Linked DNA regions of Mus musculus: region 2 is linked to region 1. Evidence: chromatin contacts called from public promoter capture Hi-C data. All regions are on one chromosome and are shown on one strand. The core of a region is the stretch at or near the end of the contact, and the rest is flanking DNA. Distances in the headings are between cores, read along the strand shown. Region 1 overlaps Traf7 (TNF receptor-associated factor 7). Region 2 overlaps Pkd1 (polycystin 1, transient receptor poteintial channel interacting).

Region 1 (6,824 bases), core at 2,587-5,086:
CCTCCTTGGAGAGTCCCTCAGGATAGCCTGTGCCTGTTGATGGTGTGTCCCTGCGTATGCACTCAGATGGGCCACCAGCGGGTCAGCATGTCAGTATGTGTGACCCTGTGGATATTGCATTAAGCCTTTTCCATTGTCTTAGACCAGGATGGAAACAACCTTTGGGCCTACCTTTTCGACCGTCACTACCATCACCAAAGGTGAGCCTGACTGGGAAGAATCTGTATTCTACTGGGATCCAGGAGCACTTCCTGGAAGGGTGGTCTCCTGGCTTCTTTCTGTTTCTTCCCATGTCTCAGCCTCCAGCTAAACAGAGTTAGGCAGGCCTGTTCCTGTGCCTCACCTTTGTTACTAGTGCCCCCTCTTCTTCCCGAAAACTTGCCCACCCACTCTGGAGGGCAGTCTTGACCTTCCTGGCACCACTAATTATATCTCTATCTTACTATAGCGACCCCCGCCTAAGCCCAGCCACGGCTCCTAGTGTCCAAGGATGTGAGCAGCATAGCATCTTTTCTCGGGTGGGATCTGGTGCCATCAGACAGTGTGCGTCAAGAGATCATGACATGGGGTAGGGCTGTGGGGCAGCGTCTGTGTTGAAGGCTCAGAAGGGCCGGGGTTCTGGGGCGTGCTGTCCTGCTTTTCACTCCACTGCAGGAGTGCACTAGCTACTAATTGCTTTTTTAATTGCCTTCCGTGGCTGAAGGCACAGGGCTACCAGGTGCACACCAGTACCTTTATTCCTGGATGACCTGAGAAGCCTCTGAAAGGGCCTCTTTTCCCACACCCCTACCCGGGAGGCCATTGCTTAACAATTTATATACCCTTAGAGACTACACAGTGTCTGTCACCACTATTGAGGGTTTCAGAGCCAAAATGGCATGTGGTCTGCTGTACCCTGGTTTCTGGCAACTAGGTAGCAATGTACTAGTTCTTGCCTCACCTGGCCCTTCTTGTTACAGATGGAGAAACTGAGACCCATCACAGCATAGGCAGTCATAGTCCTGATCTTGAATGGAGGCCTTTAGGGCTCTAGTTACTATGACATCTGGATCTGTTTTAACCTGTGCTGGTTGCAGCCTGTCCCTAATGCTGTGGCCTTATAGGGTCTATGAGATGGTTCTCTGGTTCCCATGTGCACCCTTGACTTTTCATTCTTGGGGAACCTCTGCTTTCTGGCCCAAGCCAGGCAGGGCATTCTATAGGCAAGAGGAGGGAGAACAAAAATCTAGCCCCAGTTCCTGATTCTGATTGTGTTAGGGAGGACTAAGAGTAGCCATGTATTAGCTGAGGTCCTTCAGTCTCTCTGTGCCTCAGTTTCCCTTTTAGAGATTCAACCTGGGGGCCGGGTGTGGTGACGCACTCCTTTAATCCCAGCACTTGGGAGGCAGAGGCAGGCGGATTTCTGAGTTTGAGGCCAGCCTGGTCTACAAAGTGAGTTCCAGGACAGCCAGGGCTATACAGAGAAACCCTGTCTCGAAAAACCATCAAACAAAAAAAACCAAAAAAGAAATTCAACCTGGCAGAATTACTTTAAAGATCAAAGGGAAGCCCCCAAGTGACCCAGGCCATTCATGGGGTTGATTCTGTGACCAGCTAGGCATGGAGGGCCCTTTGTTGGGCTGAAGAACAGAACCTTGTCAGGGCTCTGAGAGAGAGGTAGAGGCAGGAAAGTAATGCATTTGAAATAACTCTGAGCAATATAGGGAGATACTGTCTCCCTACATTAATCCCAGCCCTTTGGGAGGCAGAGACGGGTCAATCTCTATGAGTTCCAGGTCTCAAAAAGCCAAACTCAACAAGAACTGAATCTGGAGAGATAGCTCAGTGGTTAAAAGCACTGGCTTTTATTCTAGGGGACCCAGATTCAATTCCCAGCAACCACATGGTGTTTCACAGCAATCTTTAACTCCAGTTCCAGAAGATCCAAAGCCATTTTCTGGCTTCCATGGTACCAGGCACATAAGTGGTACACAGACATACATGCAGGCAAAACACTCATACATATAAAGTTTTTAAAAAGCAAAGGCTGGGGATCTCCTGCTGGTGATTGGCATGAGCCAAGTCCTGGGTTCTCTACACCAAAGGAAAGAAATACACTTAAGTCTCCTGTTGGTAAGCAGGGTGGGGCAGCTAGCAGTCCATTCTCAGTTGTCTGCAGATCCAGTCTGATGAGCCAGGGCCATACTGCTGGTACTTGGAAGACAATCCTGGATAACCATATTCCAGTCTAGTCCAGGGAGACTGAGAGCTAGAGATAATCTGAAGGGCTCCATAGACAAGGGCTCTTCCAGCTGTCTCTGTCACTTTAGCCTCTTCCTCCACTGACAGCCATGTCTTTTCAGCAGCTGATGGGACTGGCACATACAAACAGCATCGCAGGACACCTTCCTCCTCTAGCACCCTTGCCTATTCGCCACGGGATGAGGAGGACGGCATGGTAGGTGTCCACGATGTGGGAGCCTGGTGTAGTTTCCCACCTCCTACCCTCTTCCCTGAGGTCCTAAGAGAAGCCTGCAGGGGAGCAGAGCTGGGATAGAGAGGCACCTTGCTGGCAGAGCTCTTGTTGCATTCCTGAACCTAAGAGGAGGCTCCTGTAGCTGAGTGGTAGCAGGAAGCAGCCAGTTTGTGGGACTGCGCTTTAGGGTGTGGCCCCTGAAGGCCAGTGTCAGGCAGTTTGGGCTCCATCTTAAATGAGGTGGGTGCCACAAAAGGTGCTCTCAGGTGAGTTGGCCAGTGGAACAGAGGATGACTGGCAGGACCAAAGTCCTTGCTCAAGAGGCAGAGGAACCAGACTTCTTTTCCCCCTTTCTTTTTGCTTTTGTGTGTGTGTGTGTGTGTGTGTGTGTATGTGTGTGTGTGGGTTTTGTTGTTTTTATTTGTTTGAGACAGCGTCTTTATGTAGTCCTCATTATCCTGGAACTCACTATATAGACCAAGCTGTCCTTGAACTCACAGAGATCTATCTCTGTCTCTGGATTAAAGGAATGTGCTACCAGGCCCAACCCCTTTTTCCCTTTTCAATGGGAAGATAAATGCTAAGTAGGCATATTGTGGGCCAGGCACTGCCCAGCCCTGAGCCTAAGGATGGGTCAGCTACGTGGAACCCAAACCCCATAGCTTCACCTCTCAGTCTCCACCCAACTCCTGATTGCAGCCTGGGCCTTGAAAGTGGATTCATTGTGCTTCTGATTTTGGATAACTCTGGGGTGTCTGACAGGTGTCAGTAACTTTAGAGATGTCCTAGAATCTTCTGTTTGCTGTGGGACATTGGGCAGCCATGCCCAACCCACCCCCCTGACTGGGTTGGAGGGAGAGCCTAAGAGCTGTGCTAGTCAATGAGCAGAGGGGAGAGAACAGCTCTGTACTGGCTCCTGCCTGCCGTTGCTGCCTGGGGGGGGGGTGGGGGGGGTTGACCCACTTCCTTTAACTTTACCCTCTGGGTCTCACACGGCATTCCCATGCGAGATGTAACTTGGGAAACCATAAGGAGAGATGGGTATTGCCTGGTGAATGAAGTATGGACCCAGTCTCTGCCTCCTGTTCTGGACACAGGCTCACGAGCGGCAGGTGGGCCTAGGCCCACATGGTCCTACATGGTCATGCATGGGGATACTCTTGGATACTGTGCTGCTCTCCCCTACGACCTCATCAAAGGTTGCTCCCTTTAGGTCTCTGGTAGAACATTCCTGTCATTACCGTGAACCCCCCTGGCTAGGACTAGAAAGCAGCTCAGCCTTGCGCACCTCTCCTTGCCCAGGCTTCTACACTACTCTGTTCAGTGATCTGGGCTCTTAGCTGCCCCATGATTGGCTGCTGGATGCAGCCTCTCTGCAGCCCACATTCCCTCACGGGAAGCAGGAAGAAGCCTGAGCATGTCCTGTAAAATTGAATAGCAGGAAATCTCTCCATTTACACAAAGAAAGTTGGCAGGCAAGAACGGGCAGCCCAGCACCAAAGGCCAAGGCTGGCCACCACAGGCAGCGGGATTGAGGCCATACCAGCCTCCCGCACACAATCCACAGCCTTGTGAGCTTGCTGAAATTGGGGTGGCTTAGGGGCACCCCTGCCTCCACAGGGCTCAAGCCCCTGAAAGGCTGCCTCCATCTGTGCAGCCCCCCATCAACACTCCTCGCCGCTCTGACTCAGCCATCTCTGTCCGTTCCCTACACTCCGAGTCCAGCATGTCCCTGCGCTCCACGTTCTCGCTGCCTGAGGAGGAGGAGGAGCCGGTAGGTGTGGTAGGCTTGGCAGGAATCATCTTCCAGAGTTGTCACTGCTGCGGTGGCACGGGGCACTTTCCCCTTAGACTGCACCTCCATAGCTCACATTGAGGGTAGGTCAGACCTGATTAGGGCCTCTAGTTAATGTTGAAATCCCCGCCTCCTGTGGAGGCCGCCTGGGGATGAGGTGTGGGCAGGTGGCTCAGATAGGGCGCTTTGCTAGTCTGTAAGCCAGGAAGAGAGGCCAGTAAGGCTGTCTGACTGTTGCAGATGCTGTGTGTGCGGTTTCTTGCTGCTTACAGCCTGCCCCTGAACCACACCCCTTGCTTCAGCTCCTTGGTCCTCTCGTGGCTCTCTCTAGTCAACGGTGCCTTCTAGGATAGTCCCAGTGCTGGTGAACAGCCCTGGATGGGGCGGACATGCAGGCGGCCTGGGCAGTTAATGTGACAGGGTTGCTCCTGAAGCGCCCACCCGTGTCCTGACCGTGTCCCCCACTCTGTCTAGGAGCCGTTGGTATTTGCCGAGCAGCCCTCGGTAAAGCTGTGTTGCCAGCTGTGCTGCAGTGTGTTCAAGGACCCTGTGATCACTACATGTGGGGTGAGGCCATGGGCATGCTCACTCCCCAACCCTGTTCCTAGGGCTGTGGCCCTCGCTCATCCTCCTAAGCTGGCTGTCCAGCGGGAGCTCTCTGCCTTGGTGTAGGACGGTGTGAGCTCTGGGCTACCATTGACCTTGACTGGAGGGAAGACAGTTACAGCTGTCCCCCAAGTCCACTTTTTGTCCCCACAGCACACCTTCTGCAGACGATGCGCCTTGAAGTCAGGTAGGTCTGTGCCTTCCTTCCAGACCTGTGAGGTTGGTGGTTAATTCCACCCTGCTATTTCCCGGGCAGCCAGCAGAGGCCACTGGTTTCTTATCCAGGCATGTGTGGCCTCTCCCAGGGCTTGAATAGTGTTGTAAGGCTCAAGCCTGGCGAAGGACCTCAATAGCAAAGCAGACCCCCAATTCCTGGTGTCTCCAGATTCAGAGCTTTGGCTGTGGTGGGTGTGGGCCGAGTCCCAAGGTGAAGGCTTGGGCTCCAACAGATGCCATTGTCCCTGGCAGTCCCTGCTTCTTCTCCACACCCAGCTAGCTGTCCTTCTCCCTCTGGGAGGTCTGCTGTGCAGCTCTTCCTGCACCGGCACCTTGGGGCCAATGAAAGAGTGGGCAAGGCACTCGGTGGGCTTCTCTCCACCTGTTGTGCCATTGCATCTCCCTCCCCAGGACTTGGCCTCCCACTGGGCAAAGCTGCCAGGGAGAGAGGTGGCTGGGTAGGTGGTGGGCTCAACATGTCCTCCTCTCCCAGAGAAGTGTCCTGTGGACAATGCCAAGCTGACAGTAGTGGTGAACAACATTGCAGTCGCTGAGCAGATTGGAGAGCTCTTCATACATTGTCGGCATGGCTGCCACGCAGCGGGCACTGGAAAGCCTGGGGTCTTTGAGGTAGACCCGAGGGGCTGCCCCTTCACCATCAAGCTTAGTGCCCGGAAGTGAGTGCCTTCTGCTCCTCCACTTCCCTGGGGCTGCTGAGCACCTTTACCTCTCTGGGGCTACATTGTGGGGTCTTAGCTCAACCTCTGTGTCCTGTGTATGCACAGGGACCACGAGAGTAGTTGTGACTACAGGCCTGTGCGCTGCCCCAACAACCCCAGCTGCCCACCCCTTCTCAAGATGAATCTCGAGGCCCACCTGAAAGAATGCGAGCACATCAAGTGTCCCCACTCTAAGTACGGGTGAGTGGGTGGGGGCGGGGGCTGGTGGGTCTGCGTTCCTAGGCTGAGGGCTTCTGGGAGCTGATGCCTGGGACATGCACCAGAGCCAGAAGTCACACCAGTAACTGCCATCACAGCCCATATCCAGGTGCCCAGGAGGACACAGAAAGGACTGAACAGGTTGGAAGTGGGTTATCAGGGAAGGTGGGTCATAAATTTGAGCAAATGGCTGGAATAGGTGTAGAGGGGAAGCCTGGAAGGACAGGAGGATCCTGCCCAGCTGTTTGGAGCAGAGAGGCTGGTGATGAGCAAAGATGTTACTCAGAGGGAGGGAGGGAGGGAGGGAGGGAGGGAGGGAGGGAGGGAGGGAGGGAGGGAGGGAGGGAGGGAGGAGTCCTTGAAGCATTATGGAGGTATAAGATTTCACTGGTGATATGTCCTGACTGCTGGGTGCTGGGGGTCAAGAAGGTTGCTGATCTGGGGGTAATGGGCATGACCATGATGACTCATAGATTTAATGGGGTCAGGGAGACAGGGGTCAGTCGTGCCAGCCAGGCAGGTGGGTAGCTGTGCTGTTCCCCCAGGTGCACATTTATTGGGAATCAGGACACCTATGAGACACACTTAGAAACATGCCGCTTCGAGGGCCTGAAGGAGTTCCTGCAGCAGACCGATGACCGCTTCCACGAGATGCATGTGGCACTGGCCCAAAAGGACCAGGAGATTGCCTTCCTGCGTTCCATGCTGGGCAAACTCTCAGAGAAGATTGACCAGCTAGAGAAGAGCCTTGAGCTTAAGTTTGGTAAGGTCTAGTTCAGAGACCACGGGGCTCAGCGCCGTTCTGGACCCCGGT
Region 2 (6,824 bases), core at 2,096-4,595, 70 kb before region 1:
ACAGCTACCCCAAACACCCTGCCTCCTTCCAACCACGCCAGGCACTCACAGGCTAGTAAGCAGGTCTGTTTCTAGGAGGGTGTCCTGGGTAGGAACCAGGTTGTTGGCCCCATCAGCCAGTACCTGATGGATCAGGTCTTCATCTAGAGAGAACAAAGCATGTTGAAGTGGCATGACACTTGGTACCTTGAATTCCCCTAGAGCTCTGAAGCCATTCCTTCCCACCTCTGGCTCACCTGAGGCCGACAAGTATTTGGCAGGCAAGGAAGGGCTAACCAGAGAGGCACCATCTTCCTCTGAGCCCAACATGCAGCCAGGCCTGCCCTGGGTCAATCGCTGCAGTGTGCTGCTCACAACAGATGGGTCACTGAGCAGGTCTGGCCAACTAAGAGTACCCTCACTGGACGGCCAGCACACCAGGCTGTAGGCAACGTAGACATTGTTACCTGTACCTGGCCTAAGCCTAGTCACAGAGACACAGAAAGCATCACACAAAGACACCAGTGAGAGTTCCCAAAGACTCCCAAAACAGGACGAGCACATGCAGCCCACCATCCCAACACGGCCTGCCAGGCAATGCTGAGTTAGGCCAAAGCTCACAGTTTCTTTAGGCAGCCTCACCTTTTAGCATCTTCCAGAAACAAGTCATTCTTCACTTGCCCAGCGAAGGCCTGCTTAGAAGGAAAGAGCACGTCAGGATGCTCTGCAGCAGCAGAGAGGACAGCCCAAGCAGTCCTAACCAGCTCAGCCTGCCCTGAGTCCCTGGGAGAGCCTTCACCTCTGTGAGGCCAGAGAGTGTGAGGAGGGAGCTGTCTAGCACAGATGGGTCCAGGTAGCTGTCAACATCTAGGGCCTGCTGCCCTGTGGGTGTGGGGTTTTGGTCCCCAGACACCTGTGAGGAGAGAACAGTGATGTGAGTCTTCAATGGCTGCTAGAAGCCACTGGCCTGGCTTGTCTTTGTGATGATTCTCAATGACTGACTTGGGCTCTTGCTATAGGGGATCCTTGAGGGTTGTTTGTTTGTTTCTTTGAAAACAGGGTCTCTCTGTAGGCCTGGGTATCCTGGAGCTTGCTCTATAGCACAGGCTGGCCTTGAACTCAAAGATCCACCTGCCTCTGGGATTAAAGGTGTATGCCACCATCACCTGGCTACTAGAGTTCTTTTTTAATTGACTTTGGCAGTTTGTGTCTTTCTAGCAGTCAACTGCTTCTTCTAGGTTCCTTAATCTGTTGGTGTACAGCTGCTCATGGAATTTGCTTCTAGCCTCATCTATTTCTCTAGAGGGAACAAGATGCCTCCTTTAATTCACACTTCGGTAATTCGGACCTCTTCCCCTTTAGTCACTCTAGCTGATGGCTTATCAGTTCTGTCTACCCTTTCAAAGAATCACTTCTGGTTTCTGGACTTTTTTCTCTGACTGCCACAAAGAACAACACAAACCATGCTTGACCTCAGAGTTCTGAGGCCCTTACTCAGCCCACCTTACTCCGAGACATCCGGAAGAGGAACAGGACAGCCAAATAGACAGGGTAGACTACCACACTGGACACAAGGCCAATAGCAACTGTGTCAACACCAGGAGAGATCAGACTGGACACAGGTCCCATGCTGAGGTGAGAAAGAAAAGAATGAAGAAGTTAGAGAGAAGAGTAGGAAGAAGTCAGCCAAGGGTCCAGCAAACCTCACAGGACCTACCTGTAGGTGGTGTCTCTCACAACTCCGTACCACACAGCATTGGCAGCCAGGAAGAGGCAGAGGAGGAGAACACAGCAGGTAACCCTCTGGACTCTAGTAAAGCGGCTACGAGGCGGCCGGTCCCATATGGAGAGCCAGATGTGCTTGTCAAAGAAGCCTCTCTGCAACTCAGCCACGAGGAGCCGCTGGAACTGCCACAGCGCAGCTTCATCTGGGGAGAGTTAGGAGGGTGCAGCAGGGAAGCAGTGAGCCGCCCAGCACTGCCATCCCCTCCTCCCTGTCTCCACCTCAGCAGGTAGTAGGCTTACTTGCTGCAAGCACCTCCTTCTCCACTAGGCCCCCGTTGGCCTCAGTCTCCACAGACAGCCAGTCATTGACCAAAAAGAAGGTGCTGCGGGCACTCTGTAGGTCCCGGACGATAATGTGTTGCAGGAACCAGGCAGGGCTGAGCCCTGTGGAGAAAAACACCTCAGTGAGGACTGAAGCAGGCTGGCAGGATGCAGGGTGACACCAGTTATCACCCAGACCTTTGTTATCATGCCACACTCGGATCTTCCACACGCTGCCCAGGCTGTGCGGGGTGGCAATTTGGAAGATGTCCAGGCTGTTTCGATGAAAGGCTCTGTCCCCATCTAAGTGCCGGTGACCACTACGGTTGTCCTCTCCATACAGCATGATGCCGACGTGAGCAGTGGTACCTGGAAGGCAGAGAACTCTAAGGTGTGCCATTCATTATAAAAAAAAATTCTATGGGTCATCTGTGTGCCAACAAAACAGGCAGTCCTTGGCTTTAAACAAGTTTTAAATTTTTCCTTTTATAGTAATGCAGACTGAAGCCAGGGCTATGTACTGTAGGCAATGCCCTACCTCAGAGATCCATCCCTAGCCGTTTAAAAAAACATTTTATTTTAATACAGAATTTGACTAAGTTGCCCAAACTAGCCTACACTTTGCCCTCACTTGCCTGAATTTGTGACAACCCCCCACCCCTACCCCCACCCCCACCCAGCTCAGCCGCCGAAGTAGCTGGGATGACAGGCCTACACCACCAGGTCCAGGCTGTACAGATCAAACAGACACAAGCCTCAGTTTCTGAAATCTGTTAACAAATACCAAGCCCACAGTAGCAGGGCTTCCAGTAGCAAGGACTATAAACCTTGCCAGTCTATCAAGTGATGGGATACACATCACTAGTAACCAGGCCTCCTCACAGTTCAGTCACACAGACAACAGCTACAGAGCTAGGAAGTCTCCTTTTCTCTATAGATGAATTCACAACGTTTAAAACTGGGCACTCAGAAGAGAGAACTGGCAGCAATAATGAAAGCATGGCAAAGAAAGAAACTGGCGGGGCTGGGGTCGTGCTCAGGCACATAGCATGTCTCAAGCACACACATACCATGAGGGAAAAATAGCAACACTGGAAATAAATTTAGAATAAAAAAATAAATAAAGTTGTTGAAGTAAAAATTCTTGCCTTGGATTTTGTCAGAAAAGAGACTTTTCATATAAACAAGGAAAGTTGTCAAAAAAAAAAAAAAGCGGGCTGTCTGGGCAGAAGAAGAAAAAAGAGCAGGCTGTCTCGGCAGAAGCAGTTGGTAAAAGCTCCCCAAAGAGCTCTGGGGGCATTTCACAACATTCACAGCAAACAGAAAATGCTGAAAGTCAATCTGAACCTGGAGCATGTCACTTGACAGAGCCTACTCTGTCTCAGAGGTCACTGGAGTAGCTGCATTCACAATTATCTGAAGATCCCAAAAGTAAGCAAAGCACTTTCACTTCCAGGGTGTGTTCGTGTGTCTATAGTGTTTGGAATAGGCCTTACTATGAAGCCCAAGCTTGTAAACTTTTCCCCCTAAGACAGGTTCCACTGCGTAGCTCTGATTGTCCTGGAACTTGCTCTGTACACCAAGCTAGCCTCAAACTTAGAGATCCACCTGCCTCTGTCCCAAGTCCTGGGATTAAAGGTGTGCACCTCCACTGTTCATCCAGGCTTGTGAATTTTAAGTGAAATATTGGGGAAGTATTAATATCCTTAATACCTCTGATTAAAAACAGAACAGAACAAAACCACTTGTACACACGGATACATGCCTAGCCCAATCACCATCAGATGGCTTCCTCAGTAGCTGATGGGAGCAGATGCAGAGACCCAGAGCCAAATATTAGGCAGAGCTCAGGAAACTGTGAGGAAGCGGGGGTGGGGTGGGGGGGGGGAAGGATTGTAGGAGCTAGGGGAGCCAAGCATAACAGAACACAGCCTACAGAATCAACAGAGCAGGACTCCGGCTCACAGAACCTGCAAGGGTCTGCACTAGGTCCTCTGCATATGATGTTGGAGTTGTTTAACTTGGGGTTTTTGTGCAACTCCTAACAGTGGGAATGGGGCTGCCTCTGACTCTTCTGCCTGCTCTTAGGCCCCTTTTCCTCCAGCTGGGATGTTTCACCCAGCTGTAATATGAGGTCTTACTACATTTATACCATGTTTAGCTGATCTGCTTGGCAGGCCTGCTTTTTTCTGCCAGGAAATGGAGGAACAGTGGCTGTGAAGGAGAAGGCATGTGGAAGAGGAACTGGGAGGAGGGGAGGGGAGGGGAGAGAGGCTGCGGTTGGGAGGCTTTGTACTAGAGAAGAAAAAAGCAAAGCTCCACCTATTTTGGGGGGCATTTGCATCTCAGCTTACTGATGGAGACAGACGGTAACTTACAGGAGTTGGTTCTTTCCTTCCATTATGTGGATCCCAGAAACAATTCAGGTTTGATTAAGTGCCTTTACAACCCATTTTTCCAATCTATACAAATAGTGAGCTTTTTTTGTTTTTGTTTTTGTTTTGTTTTTTGTTTTTTTGAGACAGGGTTTCTCTGTATAGTCCTGGCTGTCCTGGAACTCACTTTGTAGACTAGGCTGGCCTCGAACTCAGAAATCTGCCTGCCTCTGCCTCCCAAGTGCTGGGACTAAAGACGTGCGCCACCACCACCCAGCCAAAATAGTGAGCCTTTATTTTATTTTTTCCCTCTTTTTTTTTTAATTAGCTATTGTCTTTATTTACATTTCAAATGTTTTCACCTTTCCTGATTTCCCCCCAAAAAATCCCCTATCCCCTCTCTCCTCCCCCTGCTCACCAGCCCACCCACTCATGCTTCCTGGCCCTGGCAGTACCCTATCCTGGAGCACAGAACCCTCATAGGACCAAGGGCCTCTCCTCCCATTGATGACCGACTAGGCCATCCTCTGCTACATATGCAAATAGAGCCATGAGTCCCACCATGTGTTTTCTTTGGTTGGTGGTTTAGTCCCTGGGAGCTCTGGGGGTACTGGTTAGTTAATATTGATGATCCTCTTATGGGGCTGCAAACCTCTTCAGCTCCTTGGGTTCTTTCTGTAGCTCCTTCATTGGGGACCCTGTGCTCAGTCCATATTTTTTTTTTAACTTTTTTTTTTTTGGTTTTCTGAGACAGGGTTTCTCTGTGTAGTTCTGGCTGTCCTAGAACTCACTCTGTAGACCAGGCTGGCCTCGAACTCAGAAATCCGCCTGCCTCTGCCTCCCAAATGCTGGGATTAAAAGCGTGCACCACCACCGCCCGGTTTAACTTTTGTTTTTTCTCAAATTTTGAGACGATTTTACTATATAACTCTGAAACTTCCTATATAGATCAGGCTGATCTCAAACTTACAGAGTCCATCTGCCTCTGCCTCCTGTCTGCTGGGATTAAAGGCATGAGGTTCCATACCCACCTAAATACCTTGGTTTGAATTTGTTTTGTTATGTTTTTCGAGACAGGGTTCCTCTGTATAGATATCCCTGGTTGTCCTGGAACTCACTCTGTAGACCAGGCTGGCCTCGAACTCAGAAATCCACCTGCCTCTGCCTCCTGAGTGCTAGGATTAAAGGTGTGGTCACCACGCCCGGCTCGGAAGGTCAGAGAATTGACCACAGGGTCTGTTCTCAGCCTATGAAGCCTAGGAATCAAACTCAGGTTGCCAGGTGTAATAGTACCTTTTCCTGCTGAGTCATCTTTGCATCCCCAGTAATGAGTTTTAGTGTTAATAAGCATCAGCTGGGCATGCAGTGCACGCCTTTATCCTTTAATCCCAGCACTCACTTTAATCCACAGCACAGGCAGGTGGATATTTGTGAGGCTAGCCTGGACTACACAGGGAGTTCCAGACCAGCCAGAGCTACACAGTGAGTCTGCTCCCTGCCGCAGGGAGGGAGACAATAAAGAAAGAAACATTAAGGAAGGGTTGCAGAGCAACTATAATAGTGCAGTTTGAATTTGTGTATGAGGCTGCTATGCAGAGTGAGGTGCACCTTCTTGGCTCTTGGACCTGTTGTTTTTCTCAGGAAAGACAAATGAATCTAAGTTTCTCTTTGTATTTGTGCAGTACTGTGGCTGAAACCCAGGGCCTTGTACATCCTAGGTCACTGTTCTGCCATTGAGCTCTACCTACAATCCCCATTTGTTGTTCTCATCTCCAAGGTGTGTCCTTATTTACACTGAGTCCTGAGCACTTGCTTTGTGGTAACAGTCTCCATAATCACCAGACAGGGTCCAGGCTGGAGGGCTTAGACCAGGGTAGACGCCATATCCCTACCCAATCACCCATCTCCTTACCTGAACCTCGGCTCCAGCCGGTCTTAACAAGTATTTCATATTTGAAGCGGCCCCCCTTCCCACAGAACGGGATGACACGGACACGGCTAACATCCAGCTGGTCCAGCTTGCGCAGGATCATAGCCATGACCACATAGGTCACCAGGCATATGACACACGTCAGGAGGACAATGTAGTTGATGCTTGCAGATGGTTCCTGGGAAGGAGGAGTCATCAGGTACAGGTGGCTTCAGGTCACACTCTTTTAGTTTCTAAGGATGGAATCAGGAGGCCCTCTCAATATGAAAGGGCTCCAGGAGCAGGGGCACTACTCACAGGAAAGATGAACTGGACATGGCTGGGAGGCACAAAAAGGCTGGCACCGAAGGCAGTGAGGTGGCGGGTGAGGCAGACAGCCTGGCTGGGTGAGGTCTCCTCCAGGGGTACAATGCCCTCAGTTCTCCACATCATCATCTCCTCACTGAAGTACTGGCACAGGGATGTATAGAGGCCCACAGACACCTCCAGGGCAG

What was found. Capture Hi-C pulls out chosen DNA fragments and counts their contacts.
Region 2: a promoter capture Hi-C map of adipose tissue shows a contact between it and region 1. The contact joins two enhancer-like sites. A contact is called at or near these places in 6 of 39 promoter capture datasets (the HPC-7 cell line, embryonic stem cells, hematopoietic stem and progenitor cells and 3 more), 11 of 484 Hi-C or Micro-C datasets (the G1E-ER4 cell line, embryonic stem cells, extraembryonic endoderm stem cells and 5 more), 10 of 115 datasets of contacts at active chromatin or transcription factors (the 230-238 cell line, the HPC-7 cell line, the SCID.adh cell line and 5 more) and 4 of 9 other capture datasets (adipose tissue, embryonic stem cells, liver and 1 more).

The regions. Positions count from the first base shown.
Region 1 is chr17:24,512,118-24,518,941 of GRCm38.p6, reverse strand. Traf7 (TNF receptor-associated factor 7) reads left to right here. Exons shown (of 21, transcript NM_001172113.1): 3 at 143-200; 4 at 2,346-2,437; 5 at 4,113-4,229; 6 at 4,725-4,817; 7 at 5,010-5,043; 8 at 5,566-5,749; 9 at 5,858-5,992; 10 at 6,556-6,773. Among named protein-coding and RNA genes, the nearest start is that of Traf7, 12 kb to the left of the region's middle. Within about 2 kb of position 3,836, at least 24 of the 459 cell types and tissues checked have an H3K27ac peak or open chromatin away from gene starts, as enhancers often do. A contact at or near this core is called in adipose tissue, where this site is marked.
Region 2 is chr17:24,581,247-24,588,070 of GRCm38.p6, reverse strand. It overlaps Pkd1 (polycystin 1, transient receptor poteintial channel interacting), which reads right to left. Exons shown (of 46, transcript NM_013630.2): 25 at 6,628-6,824; 26 at 6,313-6,508; 27 at 2,224-2,394; 28 at 2,005-2,148; 29 at 1,697-1,907; 30 at 1,483-1,609; 31 at 779-892; 32 at 622-671; 33 at 237-421; 34 at 50-143. Among named protein-coding and RNA genes, the nearest start is that of Pkd1, 35 kb to the right of the region's middle. Within about 2 kb of position 3,345, at least 34 of the 459 cell types and tissues checked have an H3K27ac peak or open chromatin away from gene starts, as enhancers often do. A contact at or near this core is called in adipose tissue, where this site is marked.